Linked DNA regions of Oryctolagus cuniculus: region 2 is linked to region 1. A link is a contact called in public Hi-C data. All regions are on one chromosome and are shown on one strand. Each heading gives the region's core, a stretch centred on a gene start, on an enhancer-like site or on the middle of the called end of the contact. The rest is flanking DNA. Distances are from core to core; before and after follow the strand shown.

The links. A called contact is a pair of places that touch in the nucleus more often than the background predicts.
Region 2: a Hi-C map of an unstated tissue shows a contact between it and region 1, with 4 times the contacts expected there. The contact joins the promoter of STS here to the promoter of VPS26B in region 1. A contact is called at or near these places in 2 of 6 Hi-C or Micro-C datasets (ear pinna and an unstated tissue).

Annotation. Positions count from the first base shown.
Region 1 is chr1:128,404,385-128,410,049 of mOryCun1.1, reverse strand. It overlaps VPS26B (VPS26 retromer complex component B), which reads right to left and starts at 4,078. Exons shown (of 6, transcript XM_002721557.4): 1 at 3,495-4,078. The coding sequence starts at 3,717. It overlaps NCAPD3 (non-SMC condensin II complex subunit D3), which reads left to right and starts at 4,263. Exons shown (of 34, transcript XM_051834481.2): 1 at 4,263-4,891. The coding sequence starts at 4,828.
Region 2 is chr1:130,714,000-130,719,395 of mOryCun1.1, reverse strand. It overlaps STS (steroid sulfatase), which reads right to left and starts at 1,987. Exons shown (of 10, transcript XM_008249263.4): 1 at 1,731-1,987. The coding sequence starts at 1,900.

The sequences.
Region 1 (5,665 bases), core at 2,829-5,328:
TGCTTGGGCCCCTGCACCCACGTGGGAAGACCTGGAAGAAGCTCCTGGCTCCTGGAATCAGACTGGCACAGCTCCAGCCATTGTGGCCATTTGGGGAGTGATCCAGTGGATGAAAGACCTGTCTCTCTCTCTCTCTCTTTCTCTCTGCTTCTCTGTAGCTCTGCCTTTCAAATAAGTAAATAAATCTTTAAAAATAAATAAATAAATAAAATAATACTGGCATATCTAGGAGGAGAAAAGAGAAAATAAAATATAGTTTCTATGAATTCTTGGATCTGACCAGTGTTGCATCTCATTAACAAACATTTACTCAGCACCTTCTATGTGCTAAGACAGGAGATTAGCTACCAGCCTCCTGATGGGCTACAGGTAGTCCCTGAATTAAAAAACAAGTCAGAACCTTGTCAATTCCTGCTTGAGATGAGATATCAATGAAGCCTCTAGAGGAAGAGCTGAAGGCAGCCTGGGCAAGTGTGGGGAGGCTTTCTGGTGGCCCTGACATTTCTGACGACTGTGGAGCCATGAATAACAGTTTGGGTATGTGGAATGTCATACCTTGCAGAAAGATGACAACGTACAAAGAGGAGAGGCCAAGATTCTAGAAGGATAGGGTATTGTGAGGAAGCTGCAGATGGTAAAGACAAAGGGTTAGGGAGAAATGAGGCCTGAAAGAGAGGCAGGGATCGACTCAGGAGGGAGCTGGACGTAACTTTCCCCTTTAAACAGAGGACAGAGAACAATTTACAGGAGGAGACTGACAATGTTACAGGTGCCCTTTAGAAAGCTCACCCTTACAGAGCATGAGAAAAACAAATGCATAAAGGCCAGGAAGGAGACTGCCACACACATCTGAGGGGGATCCCAGCGGATATGCCCAGCAGGCAACTGGAAACACGGGTGTGAAAGCCACAACGGAGTTTGGGTCAGGACCAAGAAACAGTTTTAGGGGTAATCAGAAATGAGAAGACAGTGGAGTCATGGACACAGATGAGCCTCAGCCAGAGCAAGCTACAGAGAGATGGGACGGGGCACACATTAGCACCTCTTCCTGCCTGCCTCCCAAAACCCTGTCCAAAGTCAGAGCGGAAGGGGGATGCAGCTGAATGACATCAACTTTCTTAGCCCCATATACATCACCCATACAGCCAGACCTCAGACCCCGACAGAAGAAGCTCCGCCCACTTCGCACACAGTCTAAGAATGCAGTGAAGGAGAAAACCACAAGACCGCAACTTCAGCAAAATCACTCTAGCTCTGCTCTGGTGCCCTGAGGTCAATTCACAGTGACTGCTGTAGGTGTGTGACACGAACATGTCACACCCTGCTTCTGTAGGGGACCAGGAGGATAAAATGGGAAAAAGAGAAAATAGGCCAGTGTGTGTTTAGGATCAACATGTGTTTCATGAACACAAACTTCCTTTTATATCAAGAGGAAATACATCAATGCCTTGTTCTTGATCAAGGAATACATCCCAGAGCAAAATAAGAAAAACACACGTTTTGCTCGTCACTCTGTATTGTTCTATTACTAGTCTCTCATGTATCCATAATAATGGAGAGTAATAATCAAGAGTCCTTTAACCACGCAGCTGGAACTGGCCCACACGACTGCAGCAGAAGCTTTAAGGCAAAGGCTGAAACATGCAAGTGTAATGTCATCTGGAGAGACCTGGGGGAAGAGCAGTAAGCCAGTGACTAATAATTGAATCTGTTAAGAGGAACATCATTATGTCGAATGCCCTAATTTTCATAAAGGAATCCTTTATAAGGGCGTGATCTACAATTCCCTGACATGCTCAACACTCTCACCAGGCAATTTTATTAGTCTCGCTGTACAGCTAAGACAGCTGAGATCCAGAGAGGGGCCTAACTTTCCCAGAGTCCCGTGGTCAGCTCGGCCCACAGTGCCCAGGAAGAGTTCTTAGTGGGATGACGTCTGAAGGTTAAGAAGTCGGAAGGGAAGCCAGGAGGAGCAGTCACAGCCAGCAGCCTCCCGTTTACACCAGGGGGACACTGACACCATTCCTCCAGCAGTTCATTTCCTGCTGTTGGGGGTAGGAGCCATTCTGGGTTATCTTCCACACAGGGGCACTGTACCAGCACCTCGGAGTGATGGTGTAGACACATACCAAACACTCCTGTGTACATTGGCATTATGAAGCCAAACAAGGGATGCAATAACTTTAAAACTACTCAGAAATGCCATTTCCTGGTAGGCAAGAACTTCTCAACCACTTTGTACGGTCATCCCTAGCAGAAAATGCCCGGAGTTCCTCCTGTCTGCTGGTGGAGTGCTGGGGATGGGGTGTATCTCAAGATGCTTCTGTGGTCACAGGAGGGGTCCTCCTGTTACCTGGTGGGGAGGCTGGCCATGCTGCTACCATCTGATGCAGAAGCACGTCTGGCTAAGAAGCCCTGGGGTCCAGCGAGCAGGAGGCCAGAGACCACTCCTCAGCCCCTTTGCCAGGACAGGAGTGGGCCTCTCACATTCTGGTTGCACAAAGAACAATAAAGGACCCCACAGGACTAGCTCCGTCTTCAGCCTGATTTCAGCTGGCTTCAGTAAGCAGAGGCAGTGTGGGCTGCAGAGTTGGGCCACCAGGACCCCTTCACCTCGGCTTCCCCTGCCTACGTTGCAGTGTGTCCTGCCTTAGTGAAACGGGAGACCCGATTCTGTGCTGCAGGCTCAGGGTGCCAGCGACTTTCCCAGTCTTTAAACACATCGGTGCACGTGCAAGGCAGGGTGTTCTCTGCCAGGGGTGTTTGCAGCCCATGGAGGATTTACCGGGCAAATTCCTTCCAACTGAATGGCAGAAAGGGTCTATTTTAGAAGCACCTGAGTGTTTTAATACCAGGCACCCCGGCCTTGATGGGCAGGCAGCTCTGCCAACCGCCTTTTAGCTGTTACTGCCTTTGGCTGCCTCCTAACGATGGATGCTCACTGCCTGAAGAGGCCGCGGGCGTTCAGATGTGGGCTCCGTTCATTGTCGTTCTAGAAACATTGTTTCTCCGTCTTTACGGATAAAACCAGTCCAGCGGAAAACTAACAGGAAAGTCTGAGAAACGCGGGCGAGGCAGGTAGGCAGGCCGGCGGAGGCTGCGGATTCCAGGTTTTTCTCGGCCACGTGCAAGGCTAGGGAGCTCGGGCCCGAGCTGAGCCAACAGGGCACGCATGGGCCCGCGCCCACACCACGTCGCTAGAGAACAGGGCGCGGCGGAGCCCGGCTGCACTAAGGGTCTCCCTGCTGCGGGCAGCATGCTCGCCCTACACACCCACCTGCAGGCTCCGCGCCAGCACCTGCCTGCGAAATCCCGGGGTCAGCGGCCATGTGCCAGGGGCTGGGCTGGCACCAGCAGCGAGCGAGCTCGGGGCGCTCGGTCCCCAGCCCCGGCGGCGCGCTGTCACCCCGCGGGGAGGCCCGGCCGCGCGGGAGGCCGAAGCCCAGGCCCCGGGGCTGCCCTGCGTGAGGGTCGGGGGCAGGCCGGCCACTCACCGATCTGCCCGATGAACTCGATCTTGATGCCCTGGTGCTCCAGCCGCTTGTTGGGGTTCTTGAGCGCGAGGCTCACCTTGCCGGAGACGGTCTCGCCGTCGTAGAAGAGGAAATATTTCTCCTTCTTCCCATCCTCCGTCTTGTGCTCGGCGCGCTTGCGACTCTCCGCATCGTTCAGCAGGATGTCCACCTCCACGCTCTGCCCGAAGCCGAAGAAGCTCATCTCCCCGCGGGGGGCCGCGCCGGGCTCGGCGAGGACCGCTCCTGCGTCCGGGGCGCGCGCTGCCCTAGGGGTGAGCAGGCCAGAGGGCCGCGGCCTGGCTGCGCGGCTCCGGCTCGGCGGTGGGCGACGGCCAGCTGCCCGGCTGCCCGGGGGAGGCAGCGACTGCGGGCTGCAGCGCCCGAGCAGCGGAGCACCGAGGCGCCGCGCAGCGCGCACACCAGCCCCGAGCCAGCCCGAGCGACGGCGCCGGGGAGCGGGCGAGGGTCTGCCGTGCAGCCCCCGGGAGGGCAGCCCCCGCAGAGCCCGGCGTGCGCGGCCTGCCGCCCACCGGGTGGGGTCTGGCGCCGAGCAGCGCAGCCAGCCGCCCAACCTCCAGCGGTGCAACCCACCGAAGTGCCTCGGCGGCTTCGGGCGGGGGAGGGGGAGGGCAGCTCCAGCCCGGATGCGCTGGAGAAGCTGCGCGCATGCGCGCACGCCTCTCCCTCGCTGCGGCCTCCAGGCCGCCAGGCGGTGTGCTCACTGCGCATGTGCGACAAAAGGAGGCCGGCCTTTCCCTTCCTTGACATGGCAGCCAAGGCCTCATTCCAGTTAAGTTAGGGCCCAGCCGAGCTACGAAATCAGAACTGCAGCTGTCCTCTCGAAATGTTTTTGGTTCTTTTTCCATTGTCGTTTTAACTCTATAAACGTTGGGCTACCGTCCACATTCAGATAAGCTTACGGAGCAAAGCGCCCTTTGACACGCACGCGAAATACCACTTGACAGAGCGCAAGGGTGATAGTTATTACAGAAAGCACCCTGTTCCAAATTCTCGTGACAGGGACTCTTATGGAAAATGAGGCAGGAAGGACGAAGTAAGCTTTCCCCTAGTTCCGGGTCCTTACTTTAACGGGCTTAAAAAAAAAAAAAAGCCGCGTCCGCAGCCCGCCCCTTCTTTTGCGCATGCGGCTGACGACCCAGCTGAGTGGTGACGCCTGCGAGAACGACTCGGCGCGCTGATTGGTCGCGGGAAATTTCGTGCGTTGTGATTGGCCCGCAGGAACGTCTCGGAGCGCGCGCGGGAGCGAGCTTTGAAAGTTGAGCCCCGCGGAGGCGCGCGGCGCCTGGGGATCATGGAGGCGCTGCGGGGCCTGGAGAGCGGCCTGCAGCCGTGGTGCCCGGTGGATCTCAGCCTCGGTGAGCAGACGCAGGCGCGCGTCCCGGGGGCAGGGCCGGGGAGGCGGCTCGGGGCCCTCGGTGTTGTCTGGGTTTCCTGGGGTCGTGCCACCTCAGGACCGTGGCCTGCCGGGTTTACCTCAGGAACTGTCAAGTGACCGTACCTCGAGCCTAAAACCCGGCTGGGCGAGGACAAAGAAGGATCGCATTGATTCGAGTCTAGTTAGGAGTGCAGTCTGGGGGAAAAAAAAAATGACGCAACCTTGAAGAGGTGTCCGAGGTGTTGTAAAATGGTGACCCTATTTGAAGCTTAAAATCGCGTTTTCAAAGATAAGCAACGAGGTAGGGCATGTGCGTGTGTTGGGAACTTCCCGTTTTGGCGAATGCGGTTTTGAGTCTCCCGGAGTTATTTGGGTCCGTTTAGCGTGCAGGTATCTGCGGGCAGCTTGCTTTGAGCTTGCTCAGCCTCAGTTTCTTCATCTGTCAAACGGGGGTTATAATGTCTACCTCATGAAGTTACAGGGGTGAACCCAGAACCTGGCACGTAATCCTTGGTGGATAAATACTCAGTTCAAACTCAGTGCCGTATTTATTTTGTTCCTTTTTCAGCACTGTGCATGTCCTGCTGTACTCTGTCATGCTGTGCTCCCCACCTGGGATGCACGTTTCTGCACTTCTTTCCCCAGGCAAACACTCGATTTCTGATTCGGTTGAAGAATCATCCTCCCCGTCTCTATTCCTTCTGCTGTAGTACTGGTATTTCCTACTGTACCGTCTCTTATTTTACAGCTTGCA
Region 2 (5,396 bases), core at 738-3,237, 2.3 Mb before region 1:
GAGGTCAAGGCCCCTGAGCCGCACAAACAACAGCCGCGAGGAATTTGTTCCCTGTGTCAACACCCGGGGTTGTGCAAGGCCAGCATCACCAGTGTGGGCGGTAGATTCTGGCAAAGGATGAGGCAATCACTGAGCACAAATCCATGGGCCTTGGTTATTGTTTGGAAATTTGTAATACTGGAGAGGTGGAGACACCTGTCCATCACCCCGGAAAGCCTGTCAATCACTTATCAGAAACCTGGCAGTCACTCCATAAAATTTTTTAATTCGTGAAGACTGTTTAATCATTAAAAATGCTCTTTGGCCATAAAAATACCTTTTCTGACAGAAACGTACCCATGTTTCTGTCAGAAAATTTTCTGTCAGAAATTCGAATTTCCGAGTACAGAAATGGGGAATGGGAATTCTGGGAATTCTAGAAGCAGCGGCTTGTCCCTGTGCTGCCCGCTGTCCATCAATGTTGCCAGGATCCATGATGGGCGGATCCAATATGGCTGCCACTCCTGTCAGAACTTGAAGCTGCCAGCATCCAACATGGCTGCCACTCCCGTTAATACGAGAAATTGCCAGACTCCAACATGGCTGCCACTCCTGTCAGAAGAAGAAATCGCTAGGATCCAAGATGGCTACTTTTCCTGTTAAAAGAAATTGGTATCGAACTTGGCTGCCGCTCCTGTCAGAAAAAAAGAATAAAAAAGCCACAATCCAATATGGCTGCCGTTCCTGTCAGAAAAAAATTTGCCAGAAACCAATATGGCCGCCGTGCACATAAGAACGAGAAATTGACAGAAGCCAATATGGCTACCGCTCCTGTCACAAGGAGAAATTGCCAGGTTCCAACATGGCTGCCCGTCCCGTCAGAATGAGAAATTCCCAGCATCCAACATGGCTTTCGGGGCCGTCACGACGAGAAATTGCCAGAATCCAACATGGCTGCCACTCCTGTCAGATGACATTGGAATCCAATATGGCTACCGTTTCTGTGAGAAAGAGAAATTGCCAGCAACCAATATAGCTGCTGCTCCTATCACTGCCAGATTCCAACATGGCTGCCGCCCCCGTCAGAAGTCGGAATAAGCACTGGAGGCACACACTGGGGTGACTCCGCCCTCGCAGCACGAACGGCACCCAGGGGAAGTGGGGCCTCCAGAAAGTGTTGGCGTTGTGATCTGAAGCCGTGCATAAATCATGAAGGGGGAAACAATTACGTCGGGCCTCTATTATGGGATGTTAACAAACACTTGTATGATGGGTTGGCTAACCCGCCAGGGCGCTGACAGAGACGCCGCAGTACGCATGCGCCGGCCCCGCGCCTGTCAATCACTAGAGCCAGAGCCGCCCAGTTCCCCCATCAGGACCACAGTGGCATTTGCTGAGGTAACTGATCAGCGGCTGAACGCGAGCGCGCTTGCGCGGGGTTGCCTAGCAACGAGAAGGCCGAAGCACGCGTGCGCAAAGTCCCAAGCGGGCACAAACGCGGCTACGCGGGTTGCCTAGCGACGGGGAGAAAGCCGGACGGCGCGTGCGCCAAGTCCCAGCGCCTCGGAACGCCGAATGCCTAGCAACGGAGCAATGAAGAAAATGCCTGTTCGTGCTTGCGCTATGCCTGTCTCCGCCCTTGGGTGCGGCTGTCTCCAGTGCGCATGCTTAAGGCCTCCGGGGCGCTTCTTTTACTAACCCCAGCGCCCCCCAACATGGCGGCACCCGGGATCGCGCGACCTGTCACTCACCTCCTCTTCGACCTCGGCAGACTCCCTAATGGGTGCGTAGACAACCCGGACGGAGGCGCACGGGAGGGGCGCGGGACTCCGCGTGCAGAGGGGACGGGTCTCCTCATAGCAGGGACCCTCGCTGCGGCTCGGCGACCCCCGAATCGAACCCAGAGCGCAGCCAGCTGCATCTACGCGGCCCCCAGCGGGCGGCTTCCGGTCCGCCGGACGCGTGCACGGGAGGCGCGCTCCCCGGAGACCACCCCGGGCGGGCCCTGGACTCCCCGCCCCGAGCCCGAAGGCGCCAACCCGGAAATTTCCCATGCTCCTGGTTTTTTCACAGGGTCCCTGAATTTTCCCACGGTTCTTGATTTTTCCACGGTCCCGCCCGTCAGCCTCGGGGTCGCATCTGGGAAATGGCCTTGAACTGGGGTGGCTAGGGTCCGGTCCCATGCACCTGCTGGAGACCAGGATGAGCTCCTGGTGCAGGTTCGGGCTCCGTGCACCTGCTGGAGACCCGGATGGAGCTCCTGGTGCAGGCTCATGGCCCTGTGCACCTGCTGGAGACCTGGATGGAGCTCCTGGTGAAAGCTCGGGGTTCCTGTGCACCTGCTAGAGACCCGGATGAAGCTCCTAGGAGAGCCCGATGGAGCTTCTGGCGGGCCCTGTGCACCTGCTGGAGACCTGGATGGACCTCTGTTGCAGGCTCCGGTGCTTGGATGGGAGCTGAGGATGTGAGGGGCAGGGCAGCTGGCACCGGGAGCCGCGCAGATCCTCGCAGATGTCCTTGGGCTGCTGGGGTTAGGGACCAGGGCTGCAGCGTTAGAGCCGGGGGGGGGGGCGGCTGATTGACCTGCTCCCCTGGGCCAGACTCATGCCGAGTGCACCCAAAACGTTCTACAAGTTCTATGGATAGCCTTGGCTGGCCGGAAGTAAGATGTCTGGGAGCCAGTAGTGATGGTGTGGCTCCTCCTAGTGGGGTCCGGAAGCCGGAAGTGGGGGGTCCCAAGAGGTTCAGGAAGCCAGAAGTGGAGGTCATGGCTGGCGCCACGCTGGATCTCGGCTCCTCCCCTTCAGAGAACATTTTTTAAAGATTTTATTTATTTGAGAGGTATAGTTACAGAGAGTGATAGAAAGAGGTCTTCCTTCCTCTGGTTCACTCCTCAAATGGCCACAACAGCCAGAGCTGAGAAGATCCAAAGCCAGGAGTCAAGCGCTTGTCCTGGGTCTCCCACATGCGTGCCAGGGCCTGAGCACTGGGGTCATATTCTAATGCTTTCCCAGTCCACAGGAAGACAGATGGATCAGAAAAGGAGCAGCCAGGATGTGAACCAGTGTCCATATGGAATGCTGGTGCTGCAGGCAGAGCCTTAGCCTTCTACGCCTCAGCACCAGTCCCCAGAGATCACTGAATTTATAGCTGTCATCTTTATGGTAGTGTAAGATCTGAGGATTATTTAGAAGTATTTTTGAATCCTTTAAGGAGATATTTCCTGTGATTGCCATTGAATCTAACAAATATAAGTGTTCAATAAGTGGGCACCAAATGAATTAATTTACCAATTTTAGTTGGTACAGAAAGAATTTATAACAATAATTATACTCTAAGTATAAACAAAAGATACCTTCTTGAGAAATCTATGGTATGATCTATGTACTGTTGCCTTTATAGTATTACAGTGAATCTATTCATATAGCCCAAATGTCAGTTGGGATAAATTCTGCTATGACAGATCATTTTTACTTTGTGTACACTTGGTTTCACGCTAACAAAACAGGGTTGTTAAGTCATAACAGAAATTACATAACCCACAAGCCTTATAGACTCCTTATACAGAAGTATTCCCAATTCCTGGTTTGCTCCATCAATACAATGAAATGTGAGTTTGTACAAATTAATCTATTATGTTACAACCCACAGTGGCTTTGAGATTGTGAAAACTCTCATCACTAAGTTTTTTCAGTGGCTGATTTACCATTCCTCACTAAGGAAGTGACTGATGTATTAGTCCACATATCTTACAACTGGACTTTGGAAAAGCAGAAGTCAATCTAGTGTGCAACCATAGCTCCCAACATATACATATTTGCCTCTATTATGTAGCAATACTTTCCTATTATCAGAAGTGGGGAACATATGGCCCACTGGCTCTATGAGGCCTTGGAAATCATTTGGTAAAACATTAGGCAACCACAGACAGAACTCAAAATTCAATAAATCAATAATCTAAAACAGGCTAATTTTAAGTTAATAAAGTTGTTTGGCCTGTGATAAGATTATAAATACCCAGAAACCCATGTCAGGAAAATGCTTCTTTTCACCACCCATTACATGTTCAGAGTCTTTTACTTTTGCCAGGATAAAGGCGTTTCTTGCCAGTAAGTCTTTTGAGACAAAAGGGAGCTCAAAGTGACATGGCAGCAGCCATACATTAAAATTCATTGAACTCCTACATCCGTCCCTGTAGGAGCATTCCTACATTGGGATTGAGAACATCTAGGCCACATAAATTAAAATTCTGGAGAGCAGAACAAAAATGCCATGTAAGAATGATGATGATAAGCTGATACGCCTTCATGCATTCTGATTTCATGGACCAATTCCTTCTACATAATAACCTGTCAGTACCTTGAAAATCCATTAATTTCAAAGATGTAGAGTGACCCACATGATGATGCCACCTTTCAGTCTCACAGAACCATTTCATCTGAATTCATGTCGATGCTCTATTAGGATGACAAATTCTGGATGGTGTCATGTATGATAGAAAGAGTGGATGCCATTATTTAGTCACCTGCCTCATGTTAGTTGAAGTACAATGAGATTTATATTCCTAGGAAATTGTATGCATAACCTCATTGTATTTATAATCTCATGTCTGGGAAACAAAACTCAGTGATTCTTCAAATAGTAGTGATGACTGAGGAACTGCAAGAAGACAGGGCAAACTTTGATTTAATATATATATACAGAGATTCCAATCAAATCGATCAGTTTTCATCAACTACCTTGATGGTCACCTCATGAAATTGTGAAGCATAGCATCAGTGTTAGTCTCTTTGGTTGGCAGATTGTCTAAACAGCAGTGGCAGCACCTGGGTCGTCCTTATTGAAAGTTAGCCTATGCTAATAAATCTATGTTTAATAAGTCTATGATCACTTTCCATTTGAGCCACCATGGTCACTGTGTTTTTGTGTCCCCTGTGTAATAAATGGGACTGGGTAGTGGTAGAGGCCTGTTGAAACCAATGGCTCACCTCACTCTGTCTACATGGGTGCTTACTGTTTCTTCTTTCATAGTTGCTATCTAGTCATTATTAGGAAGCACTATAAAGACCACACATTATAGCCACTCTGATATGCACATTTCATGTATTCTTCTCAAAAATCCATGGTACAAATCTACGGTTTTCAATCTTCTAATCAACCATAGAAACTATAATTATCAATGTTTCTGATCATATTTTCTCCATGTATTAGATCAGGTATAATACTCAGAGATTTAAAATAGTTTGAGCAGTAAAAAATATGCTACGTCTTGAATGCCTACCTACTGTCAGTCTTCTTTCTCAGTAGCAACTCTGGTACAACTCAATAAGGAGTCTTTTTTATCAGAATGTTTCCCAGCCTACCCTGGTCACCAGATCACAGCATAAGTACTCAAATGAAAGCCTTCAATCTTGGTA